Regions from separate parts of the Mus musculus genome. Here all the other regions are linked to region 5. Evidence: chromatin contacts called from public Hi-C, HiChIP or PLAC-seq, Micro-C and promoter capture Hi-C data. All regions are on one chromosome and are shown on one strand. The core of a region is the stretch at or near the end of the contact, and the rest is flanking DNA. Distances in the headings are between cores, read along the strand shown. Region 1 has its middle 52 kb from the start of Nmd3. Region 2 has its middle 23 kb from the start of Nmd3. Region 3 has its middle 29 kb from the start of B3galnt1. Region 4 holds the start of B3galnt1 (UDP-GalNAc:betaGlcNAc beta 1,3-galactosaminyltransferase, polypeptide 1). Region 5 holds the start of Ppm1l (protein phosphatase 1 (formerly 2C)-like). Region 6 has its middle 35 kb from the start of Nmd3. Region 7 holds the start of Trim59 (tripartite motif-containing 59).

Region 1 (3,058 bases), core at 297-2,796, 350 kb after region 5:
GTCAAAATTAGCAGTAGAAGTCGAAAGGGATAAATGTTGGGCTGGGTAGTTGGCCTATTGGGCAAGAGCACTTGCTGCACAAACATGAAGACTTGAGTTCAAATCCCTCATACCCTTATAAAAAAAATGGTCACAAGTACCTGTGATCACAGTGCTGAGAAGTAGAAACAGAGGAGCCACTGGGCTTTGCTGCCTCTAGCTTCAGGTTCAGTGAGAGGCAGAAAGTGAAAGCCAGACACCCAGTATTAACTGATTTCCACAGGGACTCCTGCATATACACACACGTGTACAGTAAGCACATGTGCATACATGTGCACATACATATACACTTGTACATTAAAAAAATTAAAAGTTTGTTCTCCAGGCATTATTATGTGGCTATTCTAAATAGAAACACCCTCTCAGAAGTAGGAGGGAGTCATTTAAGATAGGCAGCCGAGGAAGCAAGGCTTAGGTAGCTTAGGAAGTCCCAATACACACCAGGCAGGGAACTCTGGCATGCAAGGTTTCTTGAGCTATCATTGTGCTCATTGGTGATACATTTGTCTTTGCATCAGGTATAAACCTATAAATGACCCAAACATCTATAGGCTCACCAAGCTCGACTTGAGTGGAGTTGTGTCCATGGTCTGTCATAGGTGGCCTCATTCATATCTCCTCAGGAAAAGTCAGTCACACAACAGTAGTTTAAACATAATTTTGATCAGTTCTTAGCCATCCAGATTCTTTTCCTGATATAACATTTATAATGGATCTAGTTGAAGCATTGGCCCAAAGTGTCATGGGTTCTAAATGAGATGTGTTACACACCTCGGTTACTCAGAACACACGCTGGCCACATTTGGTATACTGAGAGTCCACGAGCAAGGGGAGAGTAGGCTGGCGAATGTGGGTGGTGTCGGAGCCCAGATCGCACTGCCCTGCATGACCCCACTGGTGCTTCAACTCGACGCCTCAGGAATCAGTGGGCTTGATCTGATCTGCTTCAATGTGCAGAACTGTTTGAGACTACATGAAAACCTTTCAGATAAGAAAGCTGAAAGCAAAGATTCAAAAAGACTGAAGAGTGCCAGGGCATTACTGCTTTGCTTATTGACTTTTTAAAGCCTCTGCAACTTCTCCCTATTGCTCTTCATAAGTGATGTCTCTCTGTATGCGTCTACATGCAATCTCCTTCTGGAAGGTAATATCGTTTCTTAATTTCCTCATTTTCCCCATCAGAGCTGAGTGATGTAGAGAAGAGCTAACACATTCTAGTTGTTGTTTTTTAATGCACTATGTGTGTGTGTGTGTTGTGTGTGTGCTGTCCAGCACTTGCAGAATTCAGAGGGTAGTTTTCAGGAGTCAGTTCTCTCCTTCCATGAAGTCTCAAGCTAGGTCCTCACAGGTGCCCTTACCCACTGAGCCATCCTGCCTTACCCACTGAGACATCTCGCCAGTCCTTAACATTTTCTATTTATTTGGGCCGAACGGTCTGGGTTCTGCATGTCAATGTACTGTGCACAACTGACTGAGCAAATGACCACGTGAGGGCCAGTGAGATGACTCAGAGGAGCAGAAGTGCTTATTCTGCAAACCTGACAGCCCGAGCTTGAGCCACCAAACCCCTCGTGAAAGGGAGAGAGAGGAAAGCTAAAGTAAAACTGAAAAGGGAAAGAATAGAAAACAGAGAAAAACGATCTTTCCCAGGAGCAATCAAACGGTCATCTAACTTTTTCTCGCTGTGGTAGACGGCAGTCTCTGCCCAGCGTGGCTTTATGTCACATTTGTGTGCTCTTCTCATCCAAAAAGGTAATCGTTGTAAGAAACAATGTACTCTTAAGTTTTGCCTCTGGTAATTGCCTCTATAGTGTATGGAAACTCAACTTCATATTTAAGATATTTCTTGTTTCAGCCCTGATGAGTTTGTAATTTATTCTAGTCCAGAAGAAGTTTCAAAATGGACTCTCTCCATTGTGGCCAATTTTACCCATGAGTCAACTCTCATCTGGTTGTAGCAGGAGCTCTGCCCTGACCTATATAAAATCCACACAGACAGAAATCTGTTGGGGCTTGGTCTGGTGCTGCTATGTATTCAAATGCTAAATAGTGGGCCCCCAAGATCTGGTTGCCTCCAGATGAGCAAATTCTCACATATACCAGTCTTTGCTTTGTAAACCTTGCTCCCCAGTCTAGTTGGCTGTGATTGGGCAGTAGAGAGAGAAAGGAGGGACTTGAGGATTGAGTGAGAGGTCTTGGGAGAGACCAGGAGAATAAGGAGAAAGGAAGTGGAGAGAGGAGACAGGCCAAGAGCACAGTGGACCCTGAGGACAGGCTGATGGAAGAGGAATAACCCGGGCGAGACTCAAACAGCGAGTAACAAGGGTCATATGGCTGGGGTGGAAGTTACAGGAGCTCACACCCTGTCCAATCTAGCCTTACAGCTTGCAAATAAAATACCAGGATTTTGTGTCTTTTATGCGGGCTAGCTGGAATCTATAATTCATTTTACAGAATTCCATGCATCTTAATCAAGTCTCCTGTGACTACTGCGGTCCACAGGTTTTGGCTGGTAAATATTTTATATGTAGCTTTCTAGTAATACCGTTCATTTCATCAATCAATAGCAAGTTGACCCCAAGATTACTGAAAATTTGGAAAAAAGATATAGAATATTGAATTATTCATTTTTAATAGCCAAGGCAATACATGTTTATTGCTCTGGAGAAATGACTCTTGATTTTTTTATTAGAATACATATCAGAGATTTCAGAATAGTACAAAAAGGACTGTCTTCTTGCAGATGTGTTGAGCTCAGTGGGGACAACTTGTCAGTTATTATACATACAGGGAGCACGATGTCCTATATCCAGGGGGCTTAGCCCCAGCATGGCTCAAGGAAATTCTCAAGATGTCATTTTTTAATAGTTCAATTTCATAAGCATTAATGAGCAAAGCACAAAGCAAAGCGTATTCCTAGTGATCTCTTAGATGTAGGAGATGACAACTCGATCTCTGTTTACTTAAGTGACAGACACTGGTACACAGAAGTCTCACAGAGCATCTGGCCGGAAGATGG
Region 2 (2,774 bases), core at 239-2,738, 380 kb after region 5:
AGTGAGACAGAAGGATAAACCAGGGTAAAGGTGAACTATAAGAGAAGATAAGTGACAGGATATAGATGTGATAATTAGATAATATCCAAAGAAGCAAAGACAAGGAGGAGGAAGAGGAACAAAAAGATATATATATATATATATATATATATATATATATATATATAGAGAGAGAGAGAGAGAGAGAGAGAGAGAGAGAGAGAGAGAGAGAGAACATTGCGTGAGATCTCCATTACAGTTAGGAAACAGGAGCAAAGAGAGGTAAATGACAGAGACTAGAACCTAGCAAAGTGGCACATGCTAATAATGCTAGCACTTAGAAATGATCAGTAAGAAACAGGGAGCCAGGAAATTAAAAAGAGATAAGAGAAATGAAATGCTGGCCACAAGAGTCAGGAAAACTAGAAAACTTAGATGTTTGAATAAGTCAATAGTGTGTTGCTATGCTGAATTCCACACCCCTAAGCCCCTTACCCCATAAAAACCCCTAGCTTTCTAGCCTCGTAGCTGACATCCGTTATCTCCTGTGTGGGATGCATGTCGGCCCGGAGCTCCGTCATTAAACGACCTCATGTAATTACATCAAGATGGTCCTTCGTGATTTTTTTTGGGTTCAAGCTGAATCAGGAATTGAGTGGGGGTTTCCCCACTAGGTTCTATCACTCCTAAGTATGGTAGAGAAAAGGTTATTCTAGATAAAAGGGAGACATAGCCAGAGGCAGACATATCTGGGAAATTCCAATGTGGATATGACCAGGCTGAACTGGGCCATGTGAGGAGAAGGGGAGGGAAGGGAAAGGGGTGAGGGGTAAAGCAGGTGCAGGAGTCAAGAGGCCAAAAGCACACACACACACACACAAAGAGCGAATAACCAAAGTGTCTGGATTTTATAGGGAAGGGCACTCTTTTTTAAAAAACATTTATTTATTTATTATATGTAGGTACACTGTAGCTGTCTTCAGACACTCCAGAAGAGAACATCAGATTTTGTTACGGATGGTTGTGAGCCACCATGTGGTTGCTGGGATTTGAACTCAGGATCTTTGGAAGAGCAGTCATCGCTCTTAACCACTGAGCCATCTCATCAGCCCCCGGGAAGGGCATTCTTAAAGACAAAGGCCACAATTTACTCTTGAGAGATCGGGGTTCTGAAGGTGTGATAGAATTGCAAAAGGTCTTTCACATTTCTGCAATTTCTGATATTGTCTTACCAGCCTTAGTCTGCTCAAAGAGCTGACCTCAGACCAAAGACGAAGTCCTCAGCTGCTACAAAACATCTGTCCTTTTCCCTTTGAAAGGTCCTGGGAAACAGAGATGACCGTCACCCCTGCTCCAGCTTCTTAAATATAAGTGAATCCCACCAGGGGCTAGATAGGACCCATTCTTTTCTTGGTCTTCCTTAAAATATCAGTAAACATCTTGTGTCTTGGGCTGTGAGTCCAGTCATGCACACACATAATGATGTTTCAGTCAGCAGTAGACTGTGTGTCTAACAGTGATCTCACAATATTTAGTTACCTAATAATGCAGTAGCGGTCTTAATCAGATAAGTACAGCCTGCAACTTTTGCAGAGAAGAAAAGGAGAAATGTGATCATTTCCCCACCTACAACACACACACACACACACACACACACACAGAGAGAGAGAGAGAGAGAGAGACAGAGACAGAGACAGAGACAGAGACAGAGACAGAGACAGAGAAACAGAGAAACAGAGACAGACAAAAAGAGGGAGATAGAGAGAGAATTTAACCTTAGTGAATTGGCCCTGAAGAATACCTGCCTGGTGATTAACAGAAGCAAAGACAGGTTGTTTTATTTATGTGCCTGGAAATACACAGCCGACAGTTGGAGCAAAGATGGCATTTATTGCACTTTAGTGGGCAGGTCTGCACAGTTCTAGCGGCTTCTTGCAGCCTGATGCAAATGCACAGTTTCCCTTCTGATTTGGAAACTCCCCTAGAGAGAGGTTTACAGCTGCTGAATTTGTGCCTCCCCCAAAGAAATCAAGAAACGCCCTTCGAGGAAGTTGAGAGAAAGCTTGAGTAATGGGGCATTTGACTTTAGGGAAATAGCTACCTCCAGAAAGCTAAAGATCAGCTTAGACTTCTTTCTGCATCTCTGCAATTCAAAAGCTTTCAGTTTAAAGTAATCTAGTCCCTGGGGCTTAACGACTTGAGCCCATAGAACAAATGTACAATATGCAGCTTAGTGGGAGAAAAGGTACATTTATTTGCAATTGTACAATAGTCAAACTGTGGAGACTCAAAGATAGCCCAGGTGGTTAAAGCTTAAACATACAAGGAACAGAGCCATGAGGTTTGTAGGCAATTGTAGAGAGGGGGGGGGGCTGGTTTTTAAAGGAGGTAAGCAGAACTGAAAAATAGACAATGGTCCTAGACAAAGGTCACCTAGGTCGCAGACAGTGTGTTGCCAGCTCCGGTCTCCTTGTAAATTATTCTTGTGGGAGATACAACATTTAAGTAGCTGTGGAAACCTTGGGGGAAGCATACTCTTATGCTGGGGAAAGGAAAAGATGCAAGAGATGCGGGCAGGATAGGAGAAGATCAGATTAGACGCTGGTTGCAAGCCTTCACAGTGGCAAGAGCTGTACTGTTAGGCACCATTTTCTGAACCCCAACAGCTGTGGTTTCTCCTGCTCCCCTCCCTCACTCCTGTCCACCTTCAGTTCAGACCCAGCCCAGCCTAACTTCTAAGATTAGATGAGATGGGGCATGATCAGGGGGTATAACTGGACTCTTTATATTCATGT
Region 3 (2,985 bases), core at 57-2,556, 310 kb after region 5:
GGTCTGCTCTTAGGACTAGCTCATTGAAAACCTAACCTGCAGGGACTGTACAGGAAACTAATAGATGTTGGGAAGGGAAACACCAAACTTCTAGGTTCCCATACAGAGGTGGAAAGGGGAGACATTAGCCTTAGCTACTTTAGTTTTGCACACATTAAGGAAAAGGAGGGGATCGTGGTGAATTCTGCACGTTATGCAGGGATAAGTGGTTAAGAGTGCTTGAGCTCTTACAGAGGACCCAAGTTTAGTTCTCAGCAACCACACTGGGATGACTCACAACCTCCTGTAACTCCAGTTCCAGGGTCGTCCTCTGGCCTCACTCATGCGTATTTATCCCCACAAAGACACACACACACACACACACACACACACACACACACACACACACACGCAGGCATAGTTAACACCCCTGTGGTGATGCTATTGTTGGAGATAATTAGATCACAAGGGCATTTTTCTCAACCTACTTTAATAAGGGTTCAACTTCTCCTCTAGTCCACCCCTCCCAAACCTAGAGGTAGTGGAAAAGTCATTAAGACCTGGGGGAAGTGAACCTGTTTGGAAATAGTTCTTTGGGGGTGAGTCCGATCTTGATGGTTCTCAGTCCAGTCCACGAGCAAACAACAAATATGAATCACCAGCTGCAGACCAGTCCACCGGGCAGACACTACACAGGAGTCAGCTGCTGCGTCCCAGTCCATTAAGCAGATACTACACATGAACCAGTGTAAGACCCTGGCGAGCCTTAACTTACTGCCCCCCCCCCCCCCCCAGTGAACAACTCGGAGCTGGGGATTGATGTAATAGCAAGAGAAGTTTTATTGTTCCAGCATGCTGGGGTCGTACTGCACACGAAGAAGAAAGAAAACGACCCGGTGCATTCTGTTTGGCGAGTTTTTATACAGTTTTCAGAGCAGCAGACATTAGGCCCAAAGTGATTGGCAGAACAGTGTGGCTTTTAAACTGATTGGTCCTTAGGAATGGCAAGGATTTCCCTTGTCTGTAGGTGGTCAAGGTTGTGGAATGTGTCTAAGTGCTCTGGGCTTCCCCCACCCTCAGGTGGCTGTTGGTTGCCACCCCACCCCCCCATCCCCCACCTGCTTCCCTCTCCCCCCTCCGTGGTCTGAGGAATGTAATTAGCCTCTCCCTTCTGGAGGGAAGGGGTACCTATGCGCTCTAAGACCTTTCTCTTCCAGGAGTGGAGGGGTCTGGTGGAATTTTCCAAAGTTCCTGAGCTGACCTCTTCCCCAGGAAGGGCAGTTCAATCCAGAAGAAGCCCCAAAGCTTGCCAGCTGGCCCAAAGGCCAGGAAGCCACAGTAACCTTACGAGAAGTTCTCCGGCGAGTTTTTCTCTGTGGTGTCAGCTCTGCAACATGTCTTACAAGGTGGAACAAAGCAAACGAATGTGCAGGCTCCCAGTGTCTGTGGGCTCATATTTATCCCATGTCCTTCATCCCACGTCCTTTCATGTGTCTGCTATAGCAGAATATCTTTTCACCTGTGTTCCCCAGCAAACCATCATTTGACAGAACTAACTTTCCAAGGGAAGGTTCTGACCTAATAAAGGGATTAATCCCTTGCTGGATCCATCATATAAAGGCATTCATAACCGGGAGGTGGGGAAAGGTAAGGGGGTTAGAAGTAGGTCAGTGGGGATGCCCATGAAGGCTATCTCTGGCTCCTTCTTTAGGCCTTCTTTTCTGTTTTGTTTCCACAACGATGTAAGCACTGTTCCCTATCACATGCGCCTATAGCCGTGATGTTCTGCCCAAGTGCATGTGGCTAAGTGACCACAGAATGAACTGAAATAATGAAGCAAAATAAAACTTCAGGTTGTTTTTTCTTCTTTTTTTTTTAAAGATTTATTTATTATTATACATAAGTACACTCTAGCTGTCTTCAGACATACCAGAAGAAGGTGTCAGATCTCATTACAGGTGGTTATGAGCCACCATGTGGTTGCTGGGATTTGAACTCAGGACCTCTGGAAGAACAGTCAGTGCTCTTAGCTGCTGAGCCATCTCACCAGCCCTCAAGTTGTTTCTTTCAGGTATTCCGTAACAGGGACAAGAAAGGGAACTAATGTACAACGTTTCCAACTCTGGCTTCTTTTAGAGAACCTACTCCATCTCTTACTGTTCTGATAAAAGTTTGGAGATCCAAGGAGTGGCTGTAAGGTTGGTGACAATAGAAAGCAAGCACACACTGGTGGAGGAAGCAAGCTCCAACCACTTTATATGCATACATAAATACATACACACACACACACATATAGACACACACACAAATACACGCACACACATACACACACACACACACACACACACACACACATTTGATGAGTGGAGCAAACACCAACAAGCAGGTTCCAACCCTTTTATTTTTTTCTCCCACCACTTAAATATCCCAGCAAAACCTTTCAAGCAGTATAGAAGACACAATGTGACTACATTCTATTTTTCTTTTAGTGAATGATTATAAAAACAAACAAACAAACAAAACCCTAGGGTTTCCAATACATTTACACACACACACACACACACACACACACACAAAACATTTTACATATCACAGGTGAAGAAGTCAAATTATTCCCACGAATCCATATACATTTGTAACTAAGCAACCTGTTACAGAGTAACAAAGTATGGGTCATTTTCTCAGCCAGCCTCTTTTACTGGCAGGCTGCAATGTGTGTTTACAAAGAAAGAATCAATTATTTTATTATTTATCTTCAAAAGTAAAAGATTACTTTTATTTTAAAAGATTTACTCATTATACTTAAGTACACTGTCGCTGTCTTCAGACACACCAAAGAGAGCATCAGAAAAAAAAAAAAAAAAGAAAGAAAGAAAAAAAAAAAAGCCGGGTGTGGTGGCACACACCTTTAATCCCAGCACTCGGGAGGCAGAGGCAGGCGGATTTCTGAGTTCAAGGCCAGCCTGGTCTACAAAGTGAGTTCCAGGACAGCCAGGGCCATACAGA
Region 4 (2,730 bases), core at 170-2,669, 280 kb after region 5:
AATTTTGCTTTAGAAAATATTTTTTAAGTACTATATCATAATGCTACCACAGCTAAAATCAATGGTCTCTCCCTGACAAACTGCATCAGCATCAGCTGGCTCTTCCTTTCTGGATAGGCCTGGATGCTTTCTTCTTCTCTCTTCTCGTCCCATTCGACAACCAAGAACAATTTCGATAATGTAATAGTTTTTAATGCTGCAGCTCCCTGGTGGCCATTCATTTCAATCAAATCTTCCAACGTGAAAGAGAGAAAATGCCACACTTTTCTCTCAGTAAAAGGAAGGCCCCTTCCTAGAGTTATGAGGTGTCAACACTTCAGAGAGCTCAAACTCCCTGCGTCTGCCTTAGACACCCAAAGGTAAAACACAGATTTCATCTGGGTGAAGACTGCAAATCGTCCTACCTCCCTCCAAAAACAAACCGTTGGGCAATTCCTTACTTGGCAGTAGCGTTTCCTAACAAAGCAAGCTGCTTCTCCTAAAGGCTGGGAACGGGGTTTGTGGGAGGGGGGTCTACTTAAGTCAAAAATCAATGCCTGCCTTTTAGTCCTGCACCTTTTAGTCCTGCAGTCACAAACACAGCTAGCTCTCCGTGCTGCAGCTGGCCGCATCCTTTACAGCCTGAAAAAGTAAGGCTCCCTCCATCTAAGAGTTCCTTTACAATGCTTTGTACATTCCACTCAGACCTTTTATTAATAATGTAGCCTTAATCTTTAGGAGTCTCCTCTTTCCAAATCTCCCATTCCCTTCCTCCTCGCCACCTCTCCCCCAGGAAGCACTCTCCTACCCTAGGGACCACAGGCCCTTTCCCGCCTAGAATGTGCGTTCCTCCCTCCGGGCCTGCAGCAGGTCCATCGGCGTGGCGTGCGGACAGTATTCTCCACTTCTCCTTGGTCGCGGTGACAACCAGGCCACCACTACCTCGGCCCCCGAGGCTTACATAGCTCAAGGCAGGGCAGGATGGATCCGTGAGGCCGCGGTGGCCCGGCTCGCCAAGAGCACTGGACGCCCCTCCAAGTGGCCCAGATTCTCGAGTCTCTCGTCCGGAGCCTCGAGACCCAGCCCCGAGACCAGGCGCGGAGGCCAGAGCCCAGGGCGTGGCAGCTCGCGGCGCCCCGCTCCACGGAGGAGCGAGCGGCGCCCGGGGCCTCGAAGCCCCGACCCACGAACCTAGAAGGCTGCGCCGCGAGAGAGAGGGGCGCTCGGCAGCCGCCCAACCGTCTCCCCGCCTCGGCCTCCCGCCCGCCCGCCCCGCACTCACCTCCCGTGCGCCCGTGGTACCCGCAACGGTGCGGCCCGCGCTCGCTCTCTGCGCGCGAACACGGACTCCCCGCAGCCGCACGCACGCCGAGCGGGCGGGCGCGCGCCTCCTTCACGCACGCGCGCGCGCGCGGGGTCCCTGCGTCCGCAGCCCAGCGCCGTTATCGCTGTTATCGCCGCAGCTGCCGGCCTCTGCCGCGGGCGGGCGCCAGCATCACGGCCACCGCAGGCTTCGCCTAAGTCCTCCACCTCCAACCCCGGCTCTCTGCCTCGTGCCATCTTTTGACAGAAAGCAAGAAATTTTATTTTTGAATGGAACCACCTTCACCCTAGGTCCTGGGAGAAACAGAGTCAGTACAGAAACACCCAGCCTTCATGACCAAAGGCTTCTCCCTTCTCCCTTCTCGGGGAGATGCCTAAATGTGTAGCCCGCAGATTTCCGCCCCAGGGCTGACTTGGAAAGGAGGAAGCCTTGGCACATTCAGAAGGCTGTTTCTCCTTTCAGGAGTGCGGGAGTGGGGGTGGGGAGAGGAAAGCTTTGGTGTATGTGGACCAGAGGCTCAGAGAGTCCTGGCACCCCACCCCACCTCCACCCCCACACCCTCAACTGCCTCTAGAAACCGTCTAGTGCTATGAACCCTTGGTCAGCTCCACTTAGTCATCTCCACCCAAATGGTGCCTCTCTGGGAGAAGGGAGAAGCCTTTGGTCATGAAAGCTGGGTGTTTCTGTACTGACTGTTTCTCCCAGGACTTAGGGTGGAGGTGGTTCCATTCAAAAATTGCTTTCTGTCAAAAGGCCCCTGGAAACAAAGTGTCATCTGAAAACAAAGACCCATTCTGGTGTCTTGGCTTTAGGACTGTGAACAGGTTGGCCTCACTCCACCTAAAAGGAAACAGTTTTTCAGTGAGCACCTAAATACAAGCAACCAAAATTTAACAACAATTCACAAGAATCGCTTTCCCATCCTTCCCTAGACGCTCTAGGTTGCGTTTCTTAAACTAGTGACTTCAACATAGCCGGGATCAGCCTTATCGATTTGGAGAAACTAGAATTCTACAATATCACCTAGTATGTACGCCATGTTCTTGTCGGAAAGCCACACCGACTTCCTAGAAAGATGATCTTATCAAGATTGGACTATTGCCTCTATGCGTCCGTGTAGAATATATAGATGTAGCACAACCTGTTTTCTTTCGTAGCAGGACTTTTAGAAGTTGCTCAGTTCTGTTTGACTGCTGTTTTGCTCTCCCAGCTCAGTAATTTAAGTTCTTGAACCAGAAGCGGGATGTAATGGTAAGACTCCTTTACACACTGCATGGAGCTCTGCGTGTTATTTCCATGGGGGGAGAATATGGACTCTCAAACACAATCTCACTTGACCCAAAGCTAAAACCATGGAAGTAGGGAGAGGTATTCTCCAAACTGTTCCATGATAAACAAACACGGAGAATGTTTCTCTTCAGTGGTTA
Region 5 (2,816 bases), core at 261-2,760:
TACAGTAAGAAATAATTACAATTGTCCTAACAATACCTAGACATTCTCTCTAGCTACAGTTCTTAGAGGAGTTTTCTTTTATTATCTGATTTTGGAACCTCTTGAATGTTGAATGAAATGACCCATTTTCATATTTTCTCGATCAGGTGGACAATATCGAAAACTATGGCCATAATCATAATTAAAGACATATCCTAGTTTTCAAAAATATACTCTTAACAGTTGCTTATATTCCTTTCCCATCATTCCTACTTATGTTTATATTGTTGGGGTCATATTATTTAAATACTTAAGCATGTTTCTTCTGTTGTTGTTGTTAGGGAAGTCCAGGTTTTTGTAGAAACTTTAGCAGTTACGGAGAATAGACAAAAATCTGGACAAAATGTAAATTGTTTAAAGTTACTTTAGTTGCCAACTGTGAACATTTTGTTATATTTTATTGCAGTAATTATATTTTATATCTTAAGACGGAACTGGGATCAAAAGAAGGCAGAAGTGTTTGGGGGAACACTGGCTGGGAGACTATCAGGATGCCTGACCGTCAGTCCGGTGGGTCAGCACCGTCCTTCGTGGACAGAGGTAGAGAGAAAGAGAAGTTCCTTTTAAAGATTACTTGCTTCATATTCTAGGCGACCAGTCCTTGCCCCAACTTCAAGTTATCCTGCTGAGGTCCACCTTTGCCTACTCAAACTCCTGCCCTCATCTTCGGCAAGGACTGAAGGTGGTTGTCACTTTCAAGGCTCCAGAGGATTTCTAACTTGAACCATAGGCAGAGTAGCTCGCTGAGGGACACTCCAAGCATGTTCCTTATGGATGAGTGGCCACCAGCACAGTCCCAGTCTTCAGAGGCCGGCCCTTCCTGGTCCTCCGGCGTTTGCCATTACACGTCAAGCCTCCGGTTCTGAGATCCCCGGTTCTGCCTTCAGAGAGACATAGCTCTTGCGGTCCGAGTCCAAGTCCTGCCTCTTGGGAGATCCCGGCGGGTCTCTGTGGCAGCTGCCTCGGGTGGCCAAAGTAATCACTCACTTTCGATTTTTGAGACAGGAGAAATGTGTCCCATCTCGCTAGCCCTACGAAAAGTCTGGCGTGGACCGTACCATTGTGTAGCGTGCCGGAGGGGGGGAGGGCTCAGGTACAGCTCCCGGCTCCCCAGCGAGCAGCCGTGCCGCCCAAGAAACCGACGTTCAGTGACCTCACGTCACTATCACATTGTCCCTGGGAGCCGGCCTCCAAGGCAGAATCGACAATCGGCTAGAGCTGGGCGGCTGGATTTGCCGCTCACCCCCCGCGGCTCTCCCCCGACCCGCCTGCTGCCCACGTGCGTCCGCCCCGGCGAGCTCCTTCGGGCCCCCAGCCGGGTGACAGTGTTACGCATCTGGAAGCGCCACTCCCGGGGCGGGGCGGGGCGGGGCGAGCGTGTGCGGGGAGGGGAGGGGCGAGCGCGAGCGGAGCCGGGAGCAGCCGAGCGGAGTCGAGCCGAGCCGAGCCGAGCCGAGCTGAGAGGTGCTGGGGAGAGGCAGGCAGAGCCTGCCGGCGGCTCCGCACCCATCGTGCTGCGTTTCCCAGCTCGGTGTCCCCCTGCCTTTGCCCAGGCACCGGCAAAACTTTTATTGTTTCGGGGACCCCCCCTGGATGTGTGACGAAATCGCAACGCTCCGCTGTCTCGTCCCCCAAGCTCGCCTGCAGCGGCGATCGAGGGAACGTGCAACCCTCGCCGCCGGGCTCTTGCGCCCTGCGCTTCCTCACCTGCCGATCGCTCCCGGGAACCGCGAGGGGGGACCCCTAAAGGGACCGCGCGGGCATCGGCACCCCGAAATCCTCTTCACCGTTGCGGACCGGCTCGGCGCAACTTTAACTTGATTCCTGTCGCCCACCCGGGGCACCCGCGGCGGCCGCCGCCGCCGCCGTCGCTGCGGTCTCACAAAGAGCGCGGGGAGGGAAGGCGGCGCAGGCGGCAGGCACGGGCCTTCGGGCTGCCCAGACAAAAGGGAAACTGCCATCGTTCTGGACGACTGTTCCGAGCGGCCGTGGGTTCGTTCACCCTGTCGGCCCGGGCTGCCTCTCCGCCTTGGTCCCCGCGGGCAGTGCCCGCAGTACTCGGACCCCGCGAGTTGCGGGGCACGCGTCGCTGCTGCTGGTCCGGGCTCTAGGGATAATAAATGATAGAGGATACAATGACTTTGCTGTCTCTGCTGGGTCGCATCATGCGCTACTTCTTACTGAGACCCGAGACGCTTTTCCTGCTGTGCATCAGCTTGGCTCTCTGGAGTTACTTCTTCCACACGGACGAAGTGAAGACCATCGTTAAGTCTAGCCGGGACGCGGTGAAGATGGTGAAGGGCAAGGTGGCCGAGATTATGCAGAACGATCGTCTTGGAGGACTTGATGTGCTGGAGGCCGAGTTTTCCAAGACCTGGGAATTCAAGAGCCATAATGTGGCGGTGTACTCCATCCAGGGCCGGAGAGACCACATGGAAGATCGCTTCGAAGTTCTCACCGATCTAGCCAACAAGACGCACCCGTCCATCTTCGGAATCTTTGATGGGCACGGCGGCGAGGTAGGAGTTCTCTGGGTCTATGTGTGTGTAAATAACCGGGCGTCTCGTGCTTGGCGGGGTCGGATCGGGGTGAGAGGGGCGTGGTAATGACCTGGTGATGACAAGGTGAGTCAAGTTCCCAAGACCCTGCCAAGGAGATCTTGGGTATGAGAGCGTTCACTTTAGCTGAGAGACACGAGAGACACTGGATATTCCGTGCCATTTTAATATAAAGTTCCCAAGGTCAGAAGCCAGTTAATAACTGCTAGTTTTCTGGGA
Region 6 (2,700 bases), core at 164-2,663, 440 kb after region 5:
AGAAGGTCAGATCTGGCCTAACCCAATTTCTGAAGCTCTCTGTAGCTCCTTGACGGTCCATAAGATGGCAGTCCCAGCTAACCCTCGACCACAGCATTTTGACTTGAAGACACTCAAGCAAGACATGTCTGGGCATCTCACCCACAGAAGCTAAAATAGCAGGTGCTATTTTAATCGTTAAATCTATGGGGGTGGGTATTGTCTGTTGGCTGGCAAAACTTATATGTATGCTCAAGGTCTGCAGTTTTCTATCAGTATACAAGGGTTTCTCTTTTTTGACTTTGGCAAACACTTTTATAATATTATAGGGTTTTCCATTTTAATTTTTTGTCAGCTTGGAAGGTGACAAAAGTAGTGTTCATTTTAATTACATTTGTTAGATTACATATTGAATAACCTTTCATTATCTAGATACTTGAGATTCCATTTCTGAGTGTTGATTTGAAGATATTTCTTACATAAGTAGCTCTTGATGGTTTTGGACATTGATATATCCTGATGTTTTTGCCTTTTTTTGCTAAACAAGTTTCACTTTGACGTAGTTAACAGTCATACATTGTTTTTGTTAAGATTTACATCTTATTAGGTAGGACCACTGACGTCTGAAATTTAGATTTTCAAATAGTACAAAGGCCTTTGTATTATAGATTGTTGAGAATGTAGCTGAAGAGATGAGATGGCCCAGTGGTTAGGAGAATTGGCTGCTCTTCAGAGGTCCCCAAGGTTCTATTCCCAAAACCCACATAGTAGTTCACAACTCTTCAACAACCCTGCACTTCCAGTTCCAGGAGATCTGTTACCCTTTTCTGGGCATCAGGCATACGTGCGACACATAGATGTCTGTGCTAGCTAGACACCTGTATACAAAATAAAAAAATAAAAGGAGTTAAGAAGCCAGGTGCGGTGGTGCATGCTTTTAATCCCATTTTGGGGAGTCACAGCTACTTAAGCTGCTATAAGCAAACTGTTGAGGGCTGCTATGATGACTCAGTGGCACCAAGCTTCATGTCCTCAATTCAATCCCTGGCACCCACATGTTGAAAAATTAGCCCTGATTATGGAAATATGAAAAATAAAAATATTGTTGAATGACTTGAAGTCTGGTTGAGTATTGCTTGCATAATTTGAATTTTCATGTGTGCTATCATGCTGTCTTGTCTGAATGCCACTGCCTAGTGCTTTATAAGTAATTTGAACCATTCGCAGTGTGTATTTAAATGAAGTATATAGCCTTTGAGTAAGTGAATGGTATGAATTTTGGCCTTCTGAAACTAAGATAATGAAGTATGTTACCAAATAATAGAAATGTTTTCCTACCTTTAGTTTTTAAGTGAAGCCCGTTGGGCAATGGCCTTAAGGCTAGTTAGAATGTCCACCAGGTGGCAGTAATGACTGACTGATGATACTGAAAGGCACTTTACCAATCAGTCGTCAAGAAACACCGTGTGAGGCTTCCTCCTTGGGAAATCTCTCCGTGGTCCTGTGGCTAACAGCACTCACTGGATCCCTCTGTAGTCGCGTGAGTGAGTCCCACACTTGAGGTAGGGATCACGGTATTTTGAGTTTCACTAGGCTATGCTTTCAACAGTGGGACTTTTTAGATTTTTTCTTTCTTAGTGACTTTTGGGTTATAATTTAAAGTAGGTTTGGTCGAAAAAACTTTCAAGTTCAGATTATTCAACTTAGGCTTGTGTTTGTATTTATATAAACCCTACAGGTTTACAGAGAAATTGGAAATAAACATTTCATTGCTTGATTTCATATGTTGATGATAATATTGCTTAACTTATTTACTAGACTATTTACTGATTTATATAGGTCCTCTTTCTTCATGGGATAGGACCATAAAAACGGCTCTTGAAAAGATAAGTTCATTAGGAATTGATAAGTCCTAGGATCATGAAAACTGACTTCAGTCTCTTGGACTCCAGTTACTAAGTCAGAAAGCCACGGAGCATCCATGGCACCAACAGGAACCAGACTGTGACGACCCTAGAGAGACTGCCATTCACCCCTGCCCTCTGGGTGACCGTTAGGTTCTCCACTCATGAGAATAAATCTCCAGAGCCTTCTGGTCTGGTCGCTTACAGCTGGTACTCTACAGTTTAATTAATGGCTACACTTGCAAAAATTATACCTACATTTTCCAGTGTGTCCAGTGAAGCAGTAGTACTCCAAGAGGCTACTTTGGTTGGAGGGGATAGGAATTGGGGTTAAAAAACAAACAAAGAAACCAAAAACGTACTTTTGTCTTTATGTGTTTTTCAGGTCAAATCATATTAAAGGCACTCTGAAACCTCTGCCAAAGGCAGGCACTACTCTCTGAGGAACATTTATTTTACCACTATGGCACTTGTCACAGTGGCCTGGAAACCCCAGGTAGATGCTAGGTAGCATATGGTCCTGAAAGATGGCTCATAAAAGCAAGTGCTATCCTTCCCCCTTTGATTTTTAGCTCATCTTGAAAGTCTTGTGGCAGTATATAATTAAGATTGCTGCCTAAGTCTGTTCACATTTAAGTACAGAGTAAGTGAGATTTTCTATAGCTGAGTTCTTAGGAAGATAATGATTATGTAAATCAAGTAAAGGCTTCTATTTTGCTTGGAACTTTATCTAACTCATGTACACCATTGCTGGCACTGAGTGACTGATAGAGTTTAGCTGTGTAGCTTAGCTGACATTTGTAGCTGTCACCTTTAT
Region 7 (2,773 bases), core at 201-2,700, 270 kb before region 5:
GAATAATAAATGCAGCGTGCAAACGTGTAAGGCAATACCATTTTGTGTGCATGACTTAAGACGTCCACACATGCTTATAAAATGTCTGTTAGATAAAAGTGAAAATCTTTTAGCCAGGCAGTGATGGCTTTGGCTCCAGCACTTGGGAGGCAGAGGAATCTCTGAGTTAAAGACCATCCTGGTCAACAGAGCAATTATCCAGGACAGCCAGGGCTACACAGAGAAACCATGGTTTTTTGTTTTTTGGTTTTTTTTTTTTTTTTGGGGGGGGGGGGAGAATCAAACAAAAAACTGAATACCTTTTAGATTAGGTCATTTCTCACTTTATGCTTCCTCCATAAGATGGTTAAAATTTTATACACTTCCAATATACATCTTTTTTTCAAGAGATTTTTCAATCTTTCATCATAGCCCAGGAATCACACACTCTAATATCCTGATGTTTCTTCGTATCCAGTTAACTTCCCAGAGCTTACCTGGTCTGTCAATCTCCTGATCTGGACACTGGGTGTACTTTATCTTCTCCAACTTTTCCAGGATCCTTTGTTATTCTAAAAGTAAAACAATTTAATGTTTCAGATTTTGCCTGCAGTAAATATTTCATCTTTAAAGTCCCAACCATTTCCACACAAAGGACTTTTTACAACATAACGAATCTCTGACTCTGGACAAGATTAACCAATGATGGGAACTAAACACTCATAGTTTGGTTTGGTGGGTTTTTTGAGACTAATTTTGTAGTCCTCACTGACGACCTGGAACGCACAGGAGAGCTTGCTGCCTCTGTCTGCCCCCATGCTGGGGTTACAGGCGTGCACGTTCATGCCCCGCTTCAAAGTTTTATTTAAACTCAGCAAGACGACTAGAAATATCCTCGCGCGTAGATATCCCCAGCTCGAAACTACGTTAAATTATTCCCATCAACACATTGGGTGGTCTCCGAAACGCTGCAGGCCTCAGTTTTACCTATGAAGGTTCACATCTGTACAATGGGCATAAGTCCTACGTGAACTCCAAACAAAGAAGTGGCTCAAAGATGGCAGTCACACCCTCTTGTCCAGGATGCCCAGGGCTCACTCGCCCCGCGCGGTGCTGCGGGATCTGCTAGGCTCACCTACCGGCCCTTACGACCTCAATCCCGCCGGTAGCTCGGAGCGCCGCTGCTCCACCCGCGAGCGCGCGAAGCGAGGAGAGGCGAGCGCACGCCCTCCGGAGCCCAGCCCGCCTCCCCATCCTCAAGTCGGCGGCGAACGCACCGGGGCCGCGGGCGCTCGAGAAAGAGGGGCAGCGAGCCGCCTCCCCGGCGGAGCCGCGTACTCACCGCGAGGCGGGCGAGGCGGGCGAGGCGGGCGAGGCGGGCGAGGCGGGCGAGGCGGGCGACGGCGCGCACGGCGAGGGCTCCCGGGCAGCCTGGTGCGGACACTGCGAGGCGCTCGCCCGAGTCTTCAGGTGCCCGGCGGGGGCGGGGCCGGCGGCGCCGCAGCGACTTTCAACCGCGCCGCCTCCGCCAATGAGAGAGCGCGGGCGGCCTTTGAACACCAACGGCCGAGGGCCAGGCGCCTGCGCACTAGCGCGCGGCGCGGAAAGCGCACGGGCGGCAGGGGTCGCGCCTTGGGGGGGAAGGGCTGGCGCCAGGACCTCGCGAGGGCGGGGATGCGCGGGTGACCCGGCGGCTTCTGGAGGCGGCTGGCTGAGGGACTGCTTATTACTTAGGACCACGCCCGCACGGGATGGTTCTGGAGCTGGCGGCGCGCAGGCTTCTTCCATTGTTACCTCACAGGTTCCTTGTTCAGTCACCGGCTGGAGGGCTCGGCGCGCTCGCCCGCCCCCGTGAGGCTCCGGTCCTCCAACTTAGGCGCGCCTAAGCCTTCATCTGTGTCCTCCCTGTCCTCTCTAACACGCTGGGTCAGAAAACACAGTAGTGGCTTTTCACTTTCTCGGAGAAACGCCATTCCAGAGCTCAGACCGCTCTCCGCTCCCGGCCGGTGTGAGCTACAGAGCAGATTCCAAGTCAGCCTAAGACTCACAGCAAGACTTGACCTCGGAGACAAGATGGAAAGAGGGGGCGTAGAGGAAGGAAAATGGATTGTGCCTTCAAGGAGTGTGCTTTACAGGTCCATAGAGTGCCCGACCCTGCCAGAAAGTTCTGTAACCAAACATGGGGAAGGGGCAGAGAAGAGGAGCCTTAGCACTAAGGCAGCTCCACGCTGACCGGCAGCGCTACTCAGGATTTATGAACTGTTATTCATGCGCTCTATAGATGATAGTGTTGGTCTGGAAAAGAAAGACTAGAAATTACAATTCAAATACAGGCACCAAAGCGTAAAAGTCGTAAACCTAAAAACCTCATGTGTTGGGGCGTCAGCCTTCGAAAACTTTGGGCTGAAAAAAAAAAATCAGCTGCTTTGGGTGTCTTCCATTACGATATACACACTCCCAATACTCCCTTTGTGATAGAGTATTGAGAAACGGGATAAAGGATGGGAAATACGTGGTTTTGTTACAGGTATAATATCGGAAAGATGATGAACAGAAATGTGACTTCTGAGCTGGGGGTGTAGCTCAGTTCCAGTGCTCGCCTGGCGTGTTCAGTTCCCACCATGGAAAAGCCAAACCGCTGAGCGCACATTAACATCTTCTTGGCGCTCCTCAGACTCCTTGCTTGAAAACTTTTTGTCTTGAGCTTTGAAACAGAAAGTCAGCGCTGGCTGTTCTTCCAGAAGACCCACACAGCAGCTCACAACTGTTGCACGGGAATCTGATGCTCTCTTCT

What was found. Promoter capture Hi-C pulls out the DNA fragments that hold promoters and counts their contacts. A called contact is a pair of places that touch in the nucleus more often than the background predicts. HiChIP or PLAC-seq counts read pairs in DNA pulled down with a chosen protein or histone mark.
Region 1: a contact with region 5 is called in an H3K4me3 HiChIP or PLAC-seq map of bone marrow-derived macrophages, with 2.4 times the contacts expected there. The contact joins the enhancer-like site here to the promoter of Ppm1l in region 5. A contact is called at or near these places in 3 of 39 promoter capture datasets (3T3-L1-derived adipocytes, cranial neural crest and frontonasal cranial neural crest) and 8 of 115 datasets of contacts at active chromatin or transcription factors (bone marrow-derived macrophages, embryonic stem cells, neural tube and 2 more).
Region 2: an H3K27ac HiChIP or PLAC-seq map of thymic regulatory T cells shows a contact between it and region 5, with 9 times the contacts expected there. The contact joins the enhancer-like site here to the promoter of Ppm1l in region 5. A contact is called at or near these places in 21 of 39 promoter capture datasets (the 3T3-L1 cell line, 3T3-L1-derived adipocytes, the C10 cell line and 12 more), 1 of 15 datasets of contacts at CTCF or cohesin (the NIH/3T3 cell line), 11 of 484 Hi-C or Micro-C datasets (LSK cells, bone marrow-derived macrophages, cerebellar granule neurons and 8 more), 17 of 115 datasets of contacts at active chromatin or transcription factors (the NIH/3T3 cell line, acute myeloid leukemia, bone marrow-derived dendritic cells and 11 more) and 1 of 9 other capture datasets (pancreatic islet).
Region 3: a contact with region 5 is called in a Hi-C map of embryonic stem cells, with 2.7 times the contacts expected there. The contact joins the enhancer-like site here to the promoter of Ppm1l in region 5. A contact is called at or near these places in 1 of 39 promoter capture datasets (cranial neural crest) and 1 of 484 Hi-C or Micro-C datasets (embryonic stem cells).
Region 4: a contact with region 5 is called in a Micro-C map of embryonic stem cells, with 3 times the contacts expected there. The contact joins the promoter of B3galnt1 here to the promoter of Ppm1l in region 5. A contact is called at or near these places in 14 of 39 promoter capture datasets (the 3T3-L1 cell line, 3T3-L1-derived adipocytes, the HPC-7 cell line and 8 more), 1 of 15 datasets of contacts at CTCF or cohesin (the NIH/3T3 cell line), 11 of 484 Hi-C or Micro-C datasets (the N1E-115 cell line, cerebellar granule neurons, cerebellum and 5 more), 6 of 115 datasets of contacts at active chromatin or transcription factors (the NIH/3T3 cell line, cardiomyocytes, embryonic forebrain and 3 more) and 1 of 9 other capture datasets (adipose tissue).
Region 6: a contact with region 5 is called in a promoter capture Hi-C map of embryonic stem cells, with 2.3 times the contacts expected there. The contact joins the enhancer-like site here to the promoter of Ppm1l in region 5. A contact is called at or near these places in 4 of 39 promoter capture datasets (the C10 cell line, cranial neural crest, embryonic stem cells and 1 more), 5 of 115 datasets of contacts at active chromatin or transcription factors (embryonic hindbrain, embryonic limb bud, embryonic stem cells and 1 more) and 1 of 9 other capture datasets (adipose tissue).
Region 7: a contact with region 5 is called in a Micro-C map of embryonic stem cells, with 9 times the contacts expected there. The contact joins the promoter of Trim59 here to the promoter of Ppm1l in region 5. A contact is called at or near these places in 4 of 39 promoter capture datasets (fetal liver, liver, neutrophils and 1 more), 5 of 484 Hi-C or Micro-C datasets (embryonic stem cells and fetal liver) and 1 of 115 datasets of contacts at active chromatin or transcription factors (embryonic stem cells).

The regions. Positions count from the first base shown.
Region 1 is chr3:69,668,200-69,671,257 of GRCm38.p6, forward strand. No RefSeq gene overlaps it. Among named protein-coding and RNA genes, the nearest start is that of Nmd3, 52 kb to the right of the region's middle. Within about 2 kb of position 1,547, at least 14 of the 459 cell types and tissues checked have an H3K27ac peak or open chromatin away from gene starts, as enhancers often do. A contact at or near this core is called in bone marrow-derived macrophages, where this site is marked.
Region 2 is chr3:69,697,998-69,700,771 of GRCm38.p6, forward strand. No RefSeq gene overlaps it. Among named protein-coding and RNA genes, the nearest start is that of Nmd3, 23 kb to the right of the region's middle. Within about 2 kb of position 1,489, at least 45 of the 459 cell types and tissues checked have an H3K27ac peak or open chromatin away from gene starts, as enhancers often do. A contact at or near this core is called in bone marrow-derived dendritic cells, bone marrow-derived macrophages, group 2 innate lymphoid cells and 2 more, where this site is marked.
Region 3 is chr3:69,626,140-69,629,124 of GRCm38.p6, forward strand. No RefSeq gene overlaps it. Among named protein-coding and RNA genes, the nearest start is that of B3galnt1, 29 kb to the left of the region's middle. Within about 2 kb of position 1,307, at least 15 of the 459 cell types and tissues checked have an H3K27ac peak or open chromatin away from gene starts, as enhancers often do. A contact at or near this core is called in embryonic stem cells, where this site is marked.
Region 4 is chr3:69,597,541-69,600,270 of GRCm38.p6, forward strand. B3galnt1 (UDP-GalNAc:betaGlcNAc beta 1,3-galactosaminyltransferase, polypeptide 1) reads right to left here and starts at 1,420. Exons shown (of 3, transcript NM_020026.4): 1 at 1,262-1,420.
Region 5 is chr3:69,315,408-69,318,223 of GRCm38.p6, forward strand. It overlaps Ppm1l (protein phosphatase 1 (formerly 2C)-like), which reads left to right and starts at 1,511. Exons shown (of 4, transcript NM_178726.3): 1 at 1,511-2,558. The coding sequence starts at 2,160.
Region 6 is chr3:69,755,283-69,757,982 of GRCm38.p6, forward strand. No RefSeq gene overlaps it. Among named protein-coding and RNA genes, the nearest start is that of Nmd3, 35 kb to the left of the region's middle. Within about 2 kb of position 1,414, at least 28 of the 459 cell types and tissues checked have an H3K27ac peak or open chromatin away from gene starts, as enhancers often do. A contact at or near this core is called in embryonic stem cells, where this site is marked.
Region 7 is chr3:69,043,292-69,046,064 of GRCm38.p6, forward strand. Trim59 (tripartite motif-containing 59) reads right to left here and starts at 1,451. Exons shown (of 3, transcript NM_025863.3): 1 at 1,322-1,451; 2 at 477-551.